3 separate regions of the Zea mays genome follow, and all the other regions are linked to region 2. A link is a contact called in public Hi-C data. All regions are on one chromosome and are shown on one strand. Each heading gives the region's core, a stretch centred on a gene start, on an enhancer-like site or on the middle of the called end of the contact. The rest is flanking DNA. Distances are from core to core; before and after follow the strand shown.

Region 1 (4,304 bases), core at 234-2,733, 280 kb before region 2:
TACTTTTTACTAAAATTATTTGGTTCTGTGATATGGTCCCATCAGAAAATAGGAAGAAAATGAAACAAACAAAACAACCTTTTTCTATATGAAGGTTAGTTGGAGCGCCACTGGGGTAGCAGCTGATCAGTTTATTTGTTCTTTTGTATCAGATATAAAATCATTGAAGAAGATGCAAGGTTCATGTGCTTACCTTTTCACCAATAGCACCCTGGATTAGGGTCATGTCGGCAGATATGCTGGAGACTACTTGTCCAGTAGTCATTTCTACATCAAAGAATGGCATATCCTGTCTGAGGACCGACTTGAGATACAATGATCGAATACGAGTAGCCTGCCTCTCCCCAGTCATTGTCCAACATGATATCTCTGGTAAGCATTGGTGTTATGGTCGTGTATTTGCATTTGAGCGTTATTTAAGATACTAAGAATGATCAGTGGTATCCCGATTCTTAATGACCCACAAAAGTACTACCTGGCGATCTGATACTCAGATTTCTATTAATAGGTGTTGTACTATCACAAAAATATTACTCAGAAATGATTCCAAGTTCAAAAGTTGCCCATATTATATATATGTTAGGCTGTGTCTAGCAGATCATGCATAGGTTGTACAAAACACCTAGTAGATAGCACTGTTTATAGAGTGAAATTTGAAATGAGAGGTGAAATAGTGAATGAGATAGGAGAGCTGCTGCCTGCTGGAGATAGCCTTATGGATGGCCAAATAGGAGATGTTCACACTTATTGGTCGGGAGAGAATTATCCTTTTCAGCTTTTAGCAAGTCATCTTCTGGAGACTGACAACCATTTATCCACTTAAAGATGTGCATGACCGTTATACTTACGAATGAAAGAAGTGAACCCTGTTCCGATGGCCAAGTAAATGAAGTTCAGAGCTGCCTGAAAGAAAAGGCTAGCTATATCACTAGCGCATCCAATAACTAGCCAGGAAGATAACAAACAATTCTTCTTCTGTATAACTTACTGCAGTATCATTACTTGGATCTCTCTTTTTTTTTGTGAAAACAATTACCATTAGTACATATTACAAACTGAGGACAAATTTGTCGTCTGTTTTATAAGCAATCAATGGCTAATCCTCTATATAACAGGACTTGCAGACTATATATAGCTTGCATAGGGGGCAGTACCTTGCTGACTCGGGGAACAATGGTGTCCGGGGTGGCGCCCCCAAAGGCATCGACCATCTGCCCGAAGATGATCGTCATGACCACCATCGACATGCCGTTGCCCAGCGCCCCAACCATGCCGGCCAGCATCAGCAGAACGTCCGTTCTGTCGGCACACTTAAACATGCTGTGGAACGGAACCTTAGCCATTGTCACCATCTTCTCGCCACTCTCCTCCACTTTCCCACCCTTCACTGCATCGCCAGCGGAAGCTTTTACGACGCTTTCTTCTGCCATGTCGTGCTTGGCTGCCTAGCACCGGCTGGGTTCTCCCTGCTGCATATGGCTCCGGCTGCTCTGCTCTATGGAGAGTTCCTTTTGTAGTGCCGTTCTACAAGCAACTTGCTTTGCAGGAGCTGTTTGCCTGTTTTCTCGCTTTTTCTTTATGTTAGCTGGATTTGCAAGAACGATAATGGCACAGACAAGCGTCCAAACTGACTGACAGAGGTGCTGGGTTCACTGTGGAGTATCCCGTTGTACCGTAGTTGCTTGCAAGCATTTTTTTTAAAATTAATAATGTCGTGATCTGTTATCCTTAGCTTCAGTCGGCATTCGAGTCAAATCTGTTAGATTAGTTATGTTTGATGCGACGATCTGTCTCACACAGAAAGCAACGTCCGTTTGGAACCTTATTTCCTGGACGTAGCTCAAGCTGTCACTCCTGGTAATTTAGCAGGTGTTTGCATCGATCATAAGATGGCTAGGACATTTGTCTGAGTTTGCTCGGATGAGTCGGACGACACGACCGGGTCGTGCAGCTCTGCTAGCTGTCTGTTTTACAAGGAAACCGCTAGCTGCAGCCGAATTGCCGGCCTCGACTCTGTTTAAACGAATGCATAGGCGTTTACAAGTGTTTGGGGTTCTTGGTCTGAGGAGCCACAGCTTACAGCAGGCAGCACCACAACAACTGCCATGTCTCTACCATCCCAGGTGCGCAGGATGATATTCGCTGCTATGTATATCACATGCACAGTGCTTAACATGAAACTTTGTCGCATTTAAGTTCAAAACCTCAAGCTCGTTGCCATGACTGCGACCTTGCAGCCTGCAGGACGAGCCAAGTGCAAAATGGCAAGACCGCTTGACTGCTGGATCCTGGTTGAGGCGCCATGAGCATCAACCAACTGTCCACCTCACGAGCAACGTCCTGCTGACAATGGCCGCCACGTCGCTATTTGCCTACCTAGGATTCAAATTAATTTTTCTTTGCTAAAGATACTTGATATTATCACTTGTCAATACATGCATTATACATCTCTCTCTATTCTCAATATATGCGCTGTTGTGCGTACGTAGTTGAAAAAAGAAAACCATGCGATGGATGCTTGCGCCCTTGGGTTCGTTGGCATCAAATAATCATCAGCCTATAGATGTCCAAACCGGCGGCACGGCCCAGCCCGAGCCCGTTACAGCCATGCCCGTTTAAGTCCGGCACGAATAAGCCCGAACAGATAACCGGGCTGGGTCGTGCCACCCGACGGGCTGACTATACCAGCCGAGCACGGCACTGAATCAGCCCATCCGTGCCGGGCTGGCCCGGAAAGCATGGCCCATGAAGGAGCCTGTGCCAGCCCGAGCATGGCAAGTACACATTTGTAAATTCACACAGTTTACATTTGCACATGAACATAAATCACACAGTTTATGGCAAGTATACATAAATATGTATAAAGTTAAGTATACAGATTCACTTGCACATGCACAAATCAGAAATATAAAGATAAGTAATATAAAGGATTGGAGCTGTTTTGGCTGCCTCATTAAAACCTTTCTAGGTAAAAACTCACTCCTCGTGAAAAAACCCTAGAAAGGAAAAAAAAAAGTACATCCCAGCTCTGATTTAATAGTTCATGTCAAGGTTGTTCAGTTACATATTATAACTTACATCACCAGATTTCCAAATCAACAAAATGGAGTAGGAACTAGGAAGATAAAAGTCCTAAGGGTCACCAAGATAAAGTCCTTCAAATGCATCTTCAAGTTCTTGGTCCTGTGTACAGTGCTGACCTCTAGCTTCGTCAAGTTCCCAGTCTTTCATGCAAAGAAGCATCTCTACCATTTCTGGTGCTAGGCGCCTTCGTCGTTCCTCGATTATCCTGCCACATAGACTAAATGCAGATTCTGAGGATATAGTTGAAACAGGAACATAAATAACATCCCTAGCTAAGATGGAGAGAACATGATAGGACAACTTATGTTCATGCCACCAGTTTAGGATATTGAAGTCCTCATCAAACTTCTGCAAAGTGTCACTATCCAGGTAGGAGGACAACTGAAAGTCGCCTAGAGAAGGGGGGGGGGGGTGAATAGGCGTAATCTGAAATTTAGAACTTTAAACACACACTATAAGCCGGGGTTAGCGTTAGAAACAAATCTAAGTCCGGTAGAGAGAGGAAAACAAATCAACCAAGAAATAAAGCGGATGAACACGGTGATTTGTTTTACCGAGGTTCGGTTCTAAAGAACCTAGTCCCCGTTGAGGTGGTCACAAAGACCAGATCTCTTTCAACCCTTTCCCTCTCTCAAACGGTCACTTAGACCGAGAGAGCTTTCTCCTTAATCAAATGGGTCACTTAGACCCCACAAGGATCACCACACACTTGGTGTCTCTTGCTTTGATTACAATTCACTTAGGAACAAGAATGAGGAAGGAAGAAAGCAATCCAAGCAACAAGAGCGCAAAAGAACATGAGCAAACTCTCTCTCAAGTCACTAGGTGGTTGGAATGAATTCTAGACTTGGAGAGGCTTTGATCTTTTAGAAATGTGTCTTGGAGTGAATGCACTAGCTCTTTTATTGAATGTGAAGTGCTGGAAACTTAGATGCTTGGAGTGGTGGTGGTTGGGGGGTATTTATAGCCCTCAACCACCAAACAACCGTCGGGGGTGGCCACTGTCGATGGGCGCACCGGATAGTCCGGTGCGCCAGCCACGTCACCCAACCGTTAGGGTTTGGAGCAGTTGACCGTTGGAGGCTTTGTCCTCTAGTGGCACCGGACAGTCCGGTGCCGCACCGGACAGGCACTGTTCAGTGTCCGGTGCGCCTCTGACTCTGCGCTCTGCTCTATCGTGCACTGTTTGCGCATGGTTCCTCTGTTCTTCAGCTTTTGCA
Region 2 (4,560 bases), core at 619-3,118:
AATTTCCGTGCTTTTAGGAATCTGCAATGCAAATGAGAATCCCAGCCCAGTCAACTAGGATGGCGACCACTTTCTTCCAATCATGGCCTCTCAAGCACATGTACAAAGTTTTGTGTGTGGCTATTAGAAAGGTATGAAAATGGAAGAATATATGCAGCATAAATAGAAATCAAAACCTTGCGAACAAGAAACTTCCTGTCTTTTGAAGGTTATTCAAAAGAAAAGAAAAAAAACTGTGAACACGAAATGTTGTACCTTAACATCATGTGATAATCGTCATGCTGTGGCGGCAGCAAATCCTCGTCAATTAAGCATTGTCGAAATGTCTCAACATCTTGAAGTTCTTTAATGTCCCTTATATCCTTGATGGAATCCCCCCTTTCGGTCTTCTTTTTGCTTCTCCTTCTCAGGGAATGCCTGAATTTGTTCCCCGCGTTAATTGCTTTTTTCTTGAAAGATCCGATCTTAGTCTTCTTATCTCCTTCTGAGTTGTCTGCATCAGATCTGCTCTCTTTCCTTTCATCGTTATGTACAAACCCTTCAAAACCTGCAAAGGCTGTCTCAGTTTTCCATCTCAAAATCCAAGCAAAGAGCTATTTTTGTTCCGTAGCAGCAGTTACTCTTAGGTGGGTTAGACTAGACAGAAAATTGTGCTTTACAATGAGAAGCTAGAACTGCAACCTGTCTATTAGATGAATGCTAAACCAGAGGCGCTCTGAGAGATGTTAATATCGGTATGAACAGACCTTCATAGACACAAAGAGTACATGGTAATAAACTAATAATAGTTGAGGCATTGAGTGGTTGAATGATTTATGAACTTGTTAATTTGCACATGTTACAACATTGCTATATGTCGATTATCTGCATTAACTCAGCTTCAAGCATAAGGTTTAAGCCCTCTAAAGAGCATCTCCATTCTCCAACAAGGTGTCTCAAAATAATGCCCAAAAATTTAAACACTACATTATTTAAAGTGTTTAGGCCACTAAAAATAAATTGAGCTCCAACATTTAGACCCTAAATCATGTATTTTAGGAAGTATATTACATTATTATGAACGAAAATGTCGAGAATGATGTAGAAAATAAGTATAGAGCACTAACCGGGTTGTAATATATTTGGATCACTTTATGGTGTGCCCTATATTTGTTTGATAAAAATTTATAAAACAAAGCACTGTTTTTATGAGTTGAGCTCTATATTTCAAGATAGAGCACTGATTTAAGACACTGTTGTAGATGGGGAACAGGCACAGCTTAGGCAGTTGGTAAACAATCTACTTCTGTATTAAGATTTTTTTTTCAAAAACAAAGTACGTTGGATTTTTTTTCCTAGCCCCCGAACCTATAAGGCTATAACCATGCAGGAACACTATTACCCAAACAGAACTCCCTCAATTTGAAAGAAACAAGGAAGAACAAGATGAACCAATAGCACGCGCTAATTCGTCGGGAATCGATTGGTTGCGTCCCAACGGGAAGAAGCACTTCATACTCACATGGCCTAGCAAGTCGGTCGAGGGGGGCTGACATCCCGTCTGCCGATGCCAGAATCGGTCCCCGGAACAAACCCCAAGTTCAGAATCCCCTGCAACCGGCCATTCGGGAGAAAAACACTGATTGATGAACCGTGAACGGTGCACCAGAAGTCGAAATTTTTAACAGCCCCTTTCTTCTTACCTGTTCCAATTTGGATATCGGGAGCCGGTGGTTTTGTCCACGAGGAGAGCCGAGAGCGCCTGCCTCTGCCAGTCTGCCGCTCTGCTTTTCAATGGGTGGCGGTGGAGGTGGAGGTTGGGGTGGGGCGAGGGAGATGCTGCGAGGTCCCGGTCACTTCCCGAGTGGACCCGGCTCATGCACCCGGACCAGCCGAACGGTTGAGCTGTGCCCATGGACCTTATTCGGTGTGTCTGGTAGGCTCGTTTACATTTGGATTCGGAGGCGCGTGCCCTGGGCCTGGCACGATTTCTGTGGGGACCACGGAACAGTGGCCGTGAACCGTAGACCGCGTTCAAGGAGAGTGTGCCGGTGATGTGACGCGTGGAGGAGGGGTTGGCCAGGTCGGACTGGAGATTAATGGTTTCGTTTGGTTGGAGGAGTTGGACAAACTCCTCTCTCGGCACTCTGAGCTCCGCTGGTGGTTCCGTGATTATTTTTAGGGAATGGAAACCTTTTGCCGTCTCTCTTGATCAGTTGCGGCTGCTGCATGCCATGTTTTTAGTTTACCAAAGAGGAAGTGACTAGACAAATAATCTGGTCTGGATTTCGTGGCTACAAGAACAAGAAACCTTTTCGGACATACTCTATGTTACAGTATGTCTTTATATAATGGTGGAGTAGCCTGTTCCTGACCAGACCAAGAAAAACAACGCTAATATCTCAGCCCGGCACATTAAATGTATGTAACTATTGTAGTATTCGCAGCCGCAGCCGTAAACGGATTAAAGATGCAGCAAACCGATACATATTTGAAACTCTAATGGAACTACGGTTAAACAATAGCAGTAAATTTCGTGCTGGGATGCATAGTATCAGCAGTAGTACGCAGTCAGTAACTGCCAGTAGCACAGTGCAGTAGCCCGCCAAGTGCCATTGTGCTCTCTCTTCACTGTCCTGTGTTTTTTTCTGCTGGCATTCATGGCATCAATCAGAAACAGTGGCCAAACAAATTGGCACATCGATGGGGTCGGCACCGAGGGAACTTTCTGTCCATGTCTACGCATCCGATCCGCTAGCTACGCTACCTCTGCCTGAATATCTTTAGTTGTTACACTGATTGCAAAACACCCGTGAGCCATGCTAATTAAAGCGGCTTTGGCTGTCATCGCATCACACGGGAACGGGGCTGTTGGCGAATCAAACAGGTTCGTAGCGTGATCTGATGAAAACCTGAAGGACGAAAGGATTAAAGAGAGCATGCGCCTATATATATATATATATATATATATATATATATATATATATATATATATATATATATATATATATATATATATATATATATATATATATATATATATATATATATATATATATATATATATATACGGCGGCACTAAAATGCACCTGGGTGCATTCTCTATATTGAATGCACCCACCTGCAATAACATCTCGAGCACGTCTCGGCCTCCTGTATGCGCGTCTTCCTGCCCCCCGCCGCCGCGCGCCACCCTCTCCCTCACCGCCGCCGAGTGCCACCCTCTCCCCCACCGCCGCCGAGCGCCACCCTCTTCCCCACCGCCGCCGAGCGCCTCCCTGTCCCCGCGCCGTCGCGTGCCTCCCTGTCCCCGCGCCGCCGCGCGCCTCTCTGTCAGCGCGCCTCCATGTCCCTCGCATTAGGTGTGATTGCAACTGTTGTACAATTCTACCCAAATATCTGTTAAAAATGTAAACACAATGATTGCAACTGCTGGTGTGTTGTAATTGCAACTGCTGGTGTGGTGTGGATGCAACTGCTGAATTGCTCTGATGTGATTGCAAGTACTGAATAACTCTGAAAATTTTGTTAAAAAAATATGATTGCAACTGCTGGTCTGGTGTAATTGCAACTGCTGGTCTGGTGTGATTGCAACTTCTATATAACTATGTCCAAAATTTTGTTAAACAAACAATGATTGCAACTGCTGTCTGGTGTAATTGCAACTGTTGGTCTGGTGTGATTGCAACTTCTTTATAACTATGTTCAAAAATTTGTTAAACAAACAATGATTGCAACTGTTGTCTGGTGTAATTGCAACTGCTGGTCTGGTGTGATTGCAACTTCTATATAACTATGTCCAAAAATCTGTTAAACAAACAATGATTGCAACTGTTGTCTGGTGTGATTGCAACTGCTTTCTAGTGTAATTGCAACTGCTGGTCTGGTGTGATTCCAACTTCTATATAACTATGTCCAAAAATCTGTTAAACAAAACAATGATTGCAACTACTGTCTGGTGTAATTGCAACTGCTGGTCTGATGTGATTGCAACTTATGTGAAGAGGTTGAGTCGTTCGTGGAGAAAGAGGGGCGTGGGCGGGAAAGTGAAAAGGTTCTGTCGGGAGCGGGCGGGAGCGACGAAGACGTGCGGGAGGGACGAAGACGGACGAAGACGACCTGGGTGGGACGGTTGGCTCGGACCTGGCGCGTAGGTTCGGCCTGGGTGCATTTTCTATATTGAATGCACCCAGGTGTAATATATAAAAACAGTATATATATATATATATATATATATATATATATATATAAACTGTATTTATATATTACACCTGGGTGCATTCAATATAGAGAATGCACCCAGGCCGAACCTACGCGCCAGGTCCGAGCCAACCGTCCCACCCAGGCCGTCTTCGTCCCTCCCGCACGTCTTCGTCGCTCCCGCACGCTCCCGACAGAACTTTTTCACTTTCCCGCCCACGCCCCTCTTTCTCCACGAACGGCTCAACCTCTTCACATAAGTTGCAATCACACCAGACCAGCAGTTGCAATTACACCAGACAGCAGTTGCAATCATTGTTTTGTTTAACAGATTTTTGGACATAGTTATATAGAAGTTGCAATCACACCAGACCAGCAGTT
Region 3 (4,566 bases), core at 1,075-3,574, 460 kb after region 2:
AAAGTAAGCGAAGTCATAAATTATTAACAAGACAAAAACGCTTCAACTTTCGGTTTGCTTTCGTATCGATAGAGTTGGACCTCACTAAGGATTATAAAATGCAATTCCAACCAACTCTCATGCTCACAACTTTCTGTGTGCGTGTTAAGCCATTGTTTTTAGTAGGTTCCAAAGCAAGCGAAGTCATTAGTAGAAAAAACGCTTCAACTATGGGCTTGCTTTCGTGTAGATGGAGTTAGACTCACCGAGAATAATAAAATACAATTCCAACCAACTCTCTTGCCCACAGTTTTCTGTATGCGTGTTGAGCCACTATTTTTTTGGTACGTTGCAAAGTAAAGTCACCGATAAACAAACACGGCAAAACACGCTTTAACTTTCGACTTGCTTTCGTATCGATAGAGTTGGACTCGCTAAAGATAATAAAATGAAATTTCAACCAACTCTCATGCTCACAACTTTGCGTGTGCATGTTGAGCCATTGTTTCTTAGTAGGTTGCAAAGCAAGCAAAGCCATTAGTACAAAAATCGTTTCGACTACTAGCTTGCTTTCGTGCCAACTGAGTAAGACCCGGTGAGAATAATAAAATACAATTCCAACCAACTCCCTTGCCCACAGGTTTTTTTTGCGCAACTGGTTTTGACAGGTTGTGAAGTAAGCGAATTCATCAGTTATCAACACATAGCTCGCTTTCGTATCGATAGAGTTGGACTCACCGAGGATAATAAAGTGTAGTTCCATCCAACTCTCGTGCTCACGGCTCTCTCTGTGTGCATGATGATCTACTGTTTTTTTTTGGGTAGATTGCAAAGCAAGTGAAATCATCGAATATCAATTAAAAAACGCTTCAACTTTTAGTTCGCTTTCTTACCAACGAAGTTAGACTCAACGAGAACAATAAAATGCAATTCCAACCAACTATCATATGCTCACGACTCTGTGTAGATGTTGATCTAATGTTTTTTAGTAGATTGCAAAGTAAGTGAAGTAATCAGTATAACAAAAACAAAATTTTAAAAAAAATTACGACGTGCTTTCGTCGTGGAGTTGGACTCAGTAAAAATAGCAAACTATAATTTCATTGATTCTCTTGCTCATGACTTTCTGTTTTACGTGTTGAGCCACGGCTACGTAAACACGGTACACCCAGGTTAGTACTATTAACATAATATTTGTTGGATTTATTGCGCCGAGTAATGGGATAAACACGGTTGCATGCGTTTAGTTTTCGTCATGCATCCATCAAGGATGGCAAGTAAAAAATAGCACTTGTCTTTTGTACCAACGATGCCACCACATGACAGAGCAAGTAAAGCTCCATCACAACCGCATCAATCCGATCCTTTGATACCTAATCACGTGACGATCCAGCGCTCCAGCTTATTGCCAATTGCCATTCAGACTGGAGAAGCGGCGCTATAGACTAGTAAGAGCAACTCCAATAGTTCTCTAAACAACTCTCTAAATCTTAAATTTAAGAAGTAAACAGAAAAATGCTTCTCCAATGGTTCTCTAAATAGACTTGCTAAATTTACTTAGTTGCTATTCAACTCTATTTACTCTCCACATTTAGCAACTCGGTAGGAACTCCCTAAATACAGTTGACGTCAATTTCTTCACACTAACGTGATTATTTTTCCCTTTCCCACACAGTGAGATAGCCAGGTATAGCACGCTCTTTTTTCATTTTCTAGCATAATGAGGTAGCTAGGTCAAACACGTATGACGCAAGTTTCTCCTTCACCGTCGAACCCAACTTCCTCATAGGTTGAGCCACCGGACCACCACTCATCCATAGTTCATATCGACCGGCCTTTTTTCTTCCGCTCTCACATCATCTGCTCTCAACCTTATTATCAGGCAGATCTCATAGAGGTAGGGCCGCTAAAGCTAGATTCAAAATCGAACTACTTCCTAAATATGAGCAACTATTGGAGACTAAGTTATTTTTTACTTCCAATAGCTATTTAGCAACTTGCTAAACATGATTTTAGCAAGCTATTTTTTAGAGAACTACTGGAGTTGCTCTAATAGGCTATAGCAGCGAATCAGCCCACCAAACCCACCCGCGTGCCGGAAACTATAAACAAACGGATAACCTGAAGTGGGCCCCAGGTCGCAGCAGCACCACCAGATCTGGATCCAAACGGCGGCTCTGTTTCGTGCGCTGTCCCGTCTCCCTCCGTCTCGTCAGCTTCGTGCCGTGCCCGTGCGAGCCGCTGCCAACCCGCTCCAGCTTTGCCCGTTGCCGTGGCCGTCCCGTCCGGCCGTCCCTAGAAAAGGCCGCGTCCCACGTTGCCTTGGTTCCCCCACCCTGCTGTCTCCCTCCCTCCTTCCTTCCTTCCCCGCCACTGCGCAGCGCGAGTGCGGCGACAGCCAGTCACACACTCACACTCCCTCGACCGCTCTCGGCCCCGTCCGCGTCGCCGCAGGGCGAGGAGGCAATGGCGGCGGGCGGGAATGGCGCCGGCGGGGACACCAGGGCGGCCTTCGCGCGGATCTACAAGACGCTCAAGGAGGAGCTGCTCACCGACCCGGCCTTCGAGTTCACCGAGGAGTCACGCCAGTGGATCGACCGCGTAACGATCCCTCTCTCTCTCTCTCTCGCTGTCGCTGTGCCGTCCTTCCTTCCTTTTTCTGTTCCTGTTTCCTGGCTTGATCCTTGTGGCGTGCGCCGTGCGGTGCGGGGGCTCCCTGTGCCGTCCGTCACCGTGGCCCAGCCCGGATCGGTGGGCTAGCCTCTCTCATGTTTGTCCGGCGCCGGGTTCTCGTTGAACAGAAATTACTTTTGCTTACCGCGTGCGCGTGGGCATATAGAATAAATGAAGAAAGCGCTGGATCATGGGTGAATTAATGTCCCATGGGAGCAGCTTGTTACTGCTGTACTAGTACGTTTACGTGGGCACTGAGTGGAACTGGAACTTCCACTTGGGTTGGGTACTTGGGTTGACGGGCTCTGCTTTCGGAAATCCAACTGCTGCCAAAACAGAGCAGAGCTTATGATTATGTAGGCTCTGCAGTTAAACCCAAACCACGGTACAGGTGATTTAATGACAATATAGGCACTTAATTAAGTGGATCTTGTGAGTTTTAGCAGGCTCTTTACTCTTTCTTCTGTCAGCTAGTGCTTTTCACGTGCAATGCTGATATATGAAATTTCTCTATCTCCCTCCCTTCAAACAGATGGTTGACTACAATGTACTCGGAGGTGAGGAGATGATTCCGAATTACTACTTACTTTTACATTATACGAAGAAAAACACTTCTGATGCATAACTGCTGTCCAATGACAGGCAAGTGTAACCGTGGGCTCTCTGTGGTCGACAGCTACAAGCTGCTCAAGGGCGCTGATGCTCTGGGCGAGGAGGAAACGTTCCTTGCTTGCACCCTCGGCTGGTGCATTGAATGGGTATTTTTTTTTTTGTCCCCCACTGTTGCCAGGAAAAATGCCAGTCAAGGAACTGAGAGTGGCTCATCTAAGTTCGCTCGTCGTATTTCAGCTTCAGGCTTTCTTTCTTGTGCTTGATGATATCATGGATGACTCTCACACTCGTCGCGGCCAGCCTTGCTGGTTCAGGGTGCCTCAGGTTAGTCTTACTGAATACCAAAGCATTTCTCTGTTTTTTCCCCTGTGTAGTTACTTCGGTGCAGAGAAATTTCGAATTCTCTTTTTCAAGTGATAGCTAAGGGTGGATTTCGTTTGAAATAGGTTGGCTTAATTGCTGCGAATGACGGGATCATCCTTCGCAACCATATCTCACGGATCCTTCGGCGCCACTTTAAGGGCAAACCTTACTATGCTGATCTCCTTGATTTGTTCAATGAGGTAACTATATATTCTGAAGCACATCAATGTTTAGCTCAAGCTTTCAGGCTATTACTGGTCCTGATTATGTCGTTTTGTTTTCCTAGGTTGAGTTCAAGACAGCTTCAGGTCAGCTGCTGGACCTTATCACTACCCATGAGGGAGAAAAAGATCTAACAAAGTATAACATAACAGTGTAAGTTAATATGTAATGACTCTGGCAAAACATTCTTTTTTATTCCGTATGTTTTACCATGTGAAAACTAAAGTGTTCCTCTCACGTTATCAGTTTTAGCTTTAGAGAAATGTTCTTTATATAATAGCATTGCTATGGTAATTCTGATTCAGGACGTGCCTTTTATTTACTGATGGTTTCCTGCAACTGATTTTGCAGTCACGGTCGAATTGTTCAATACAAGACAGCCTATTATTCATTTTATCTGCCGGTAATTAACCTTTTTTAAACTTTTGCACATACTATTTTCATCTGACCCCCATCTAGATTATGAATACCACTTGAATGTGTTACTGACATGCTGCTTTATCAAAGGTTGCATGTGCCCTGCTGCTCTCTGGCGAGAATTTGGACAATTATGGTGATGTAGAGAACATCCTTGTTGAAATGGGAACATACTTTCAAGTCCAGGTAACACCTATTTTGCTCACAAGCATTAGTCTACTTAGTTTTAATATGATTGTTCTCTATCAGGATGACTATCTGGATTGTTATGGTGATCCTGAATTTATCGGCAAGGTTGGT

Evidence for each region. Hi-C and Micro-C count contacts between places; a contact is called where the count stands out from the background.
Region 1: a Hi-C map of tassel shows a contact between it and region 2, with 3 times the contacts expected there. The contact joins the promoter of LOC103635286 here to the promoter of LOC103635290 in region 2. A contact is called at or near these places in 2 of 25 Hi-C or Micro-C datasets (ear and tassel).
Region 3: a Hi-C map of tassel shows a contact between it and region 2, with 4 times the contacts expected there. The contact joins the promoter of LOC541903 here to the promoter of LOC103635290 in region 2. A contact is called at or near these places in 6 of 25 Hi-C or Micro-C datasets (bundle sheath, ear, leaf and 2 more).

What each region holds. Positions count from the first base shown.
Region 1 is chr8:65,066,507-65,070,810 of Zm-B73-REFERENCE-NAM-5.0, reverse strand. LOC103635286 (ABC transporter B family member 11) reads right to left here and starts at 1,483. Exons shown (of 12, transcript XM_020542518.3): 1 at 1,155-1,483; 2 at 849-903; 3 at 194-369. The coding sequence starts at 1,430. LOC100193360 reads left to right here. Exons shown (of 4, transcript NM_001363338.1): 3 at 153-372; 4 at 1,116-1,730. The coding sequence starts at 361. The coding sequence ends at 1,517.
Region 2 is chr8:64,787,150-64,791,709 of Zm-B73-REFERENCE-NAM-5.0, reverse strand. It overlaps LOC103635290 (phosphatidylinositol/phosphatidylcholine transfer protein SFH6), which reads right to left and starts at 1,868. Exons shown (of 14, transcript XM_020542484.2): 1 at 1,683-1,868; 2 at 1,502-1,590; 3 at 256-547; 4 at 1-21. The coding sequence starts at 1,535. It overlaps LOC103636978 (protein TIFY 11b), which reads left to right and starts at 3,137. Exons shown (of 3, transcript XM_020542998.1): 1 at 3,137-3,259. The coding sequence starts at 3,137.
Region 3 is chr8:64,328,396-64,332,961 of Zm-B73-REFERENCE-NAM-5.0, reverse strand. LOC541903 (farnesyl pyrophosphate synthase 1) reads left to right here and starts at 2,324. Exons shown (of 12, transcript NM_001111569.1): 1 at 2,324-2,580; 2 at 3,185-3,209; 3 at 3,295-3,410; 4 at 3,502-3,588; 5 at 3,711-3,827; 6 at 3,914-4,002; 7 at 4,201-4,252; 8 at 4,357-4,452; 9 at 4,516-4,560. The coding sequence starts at 2,446.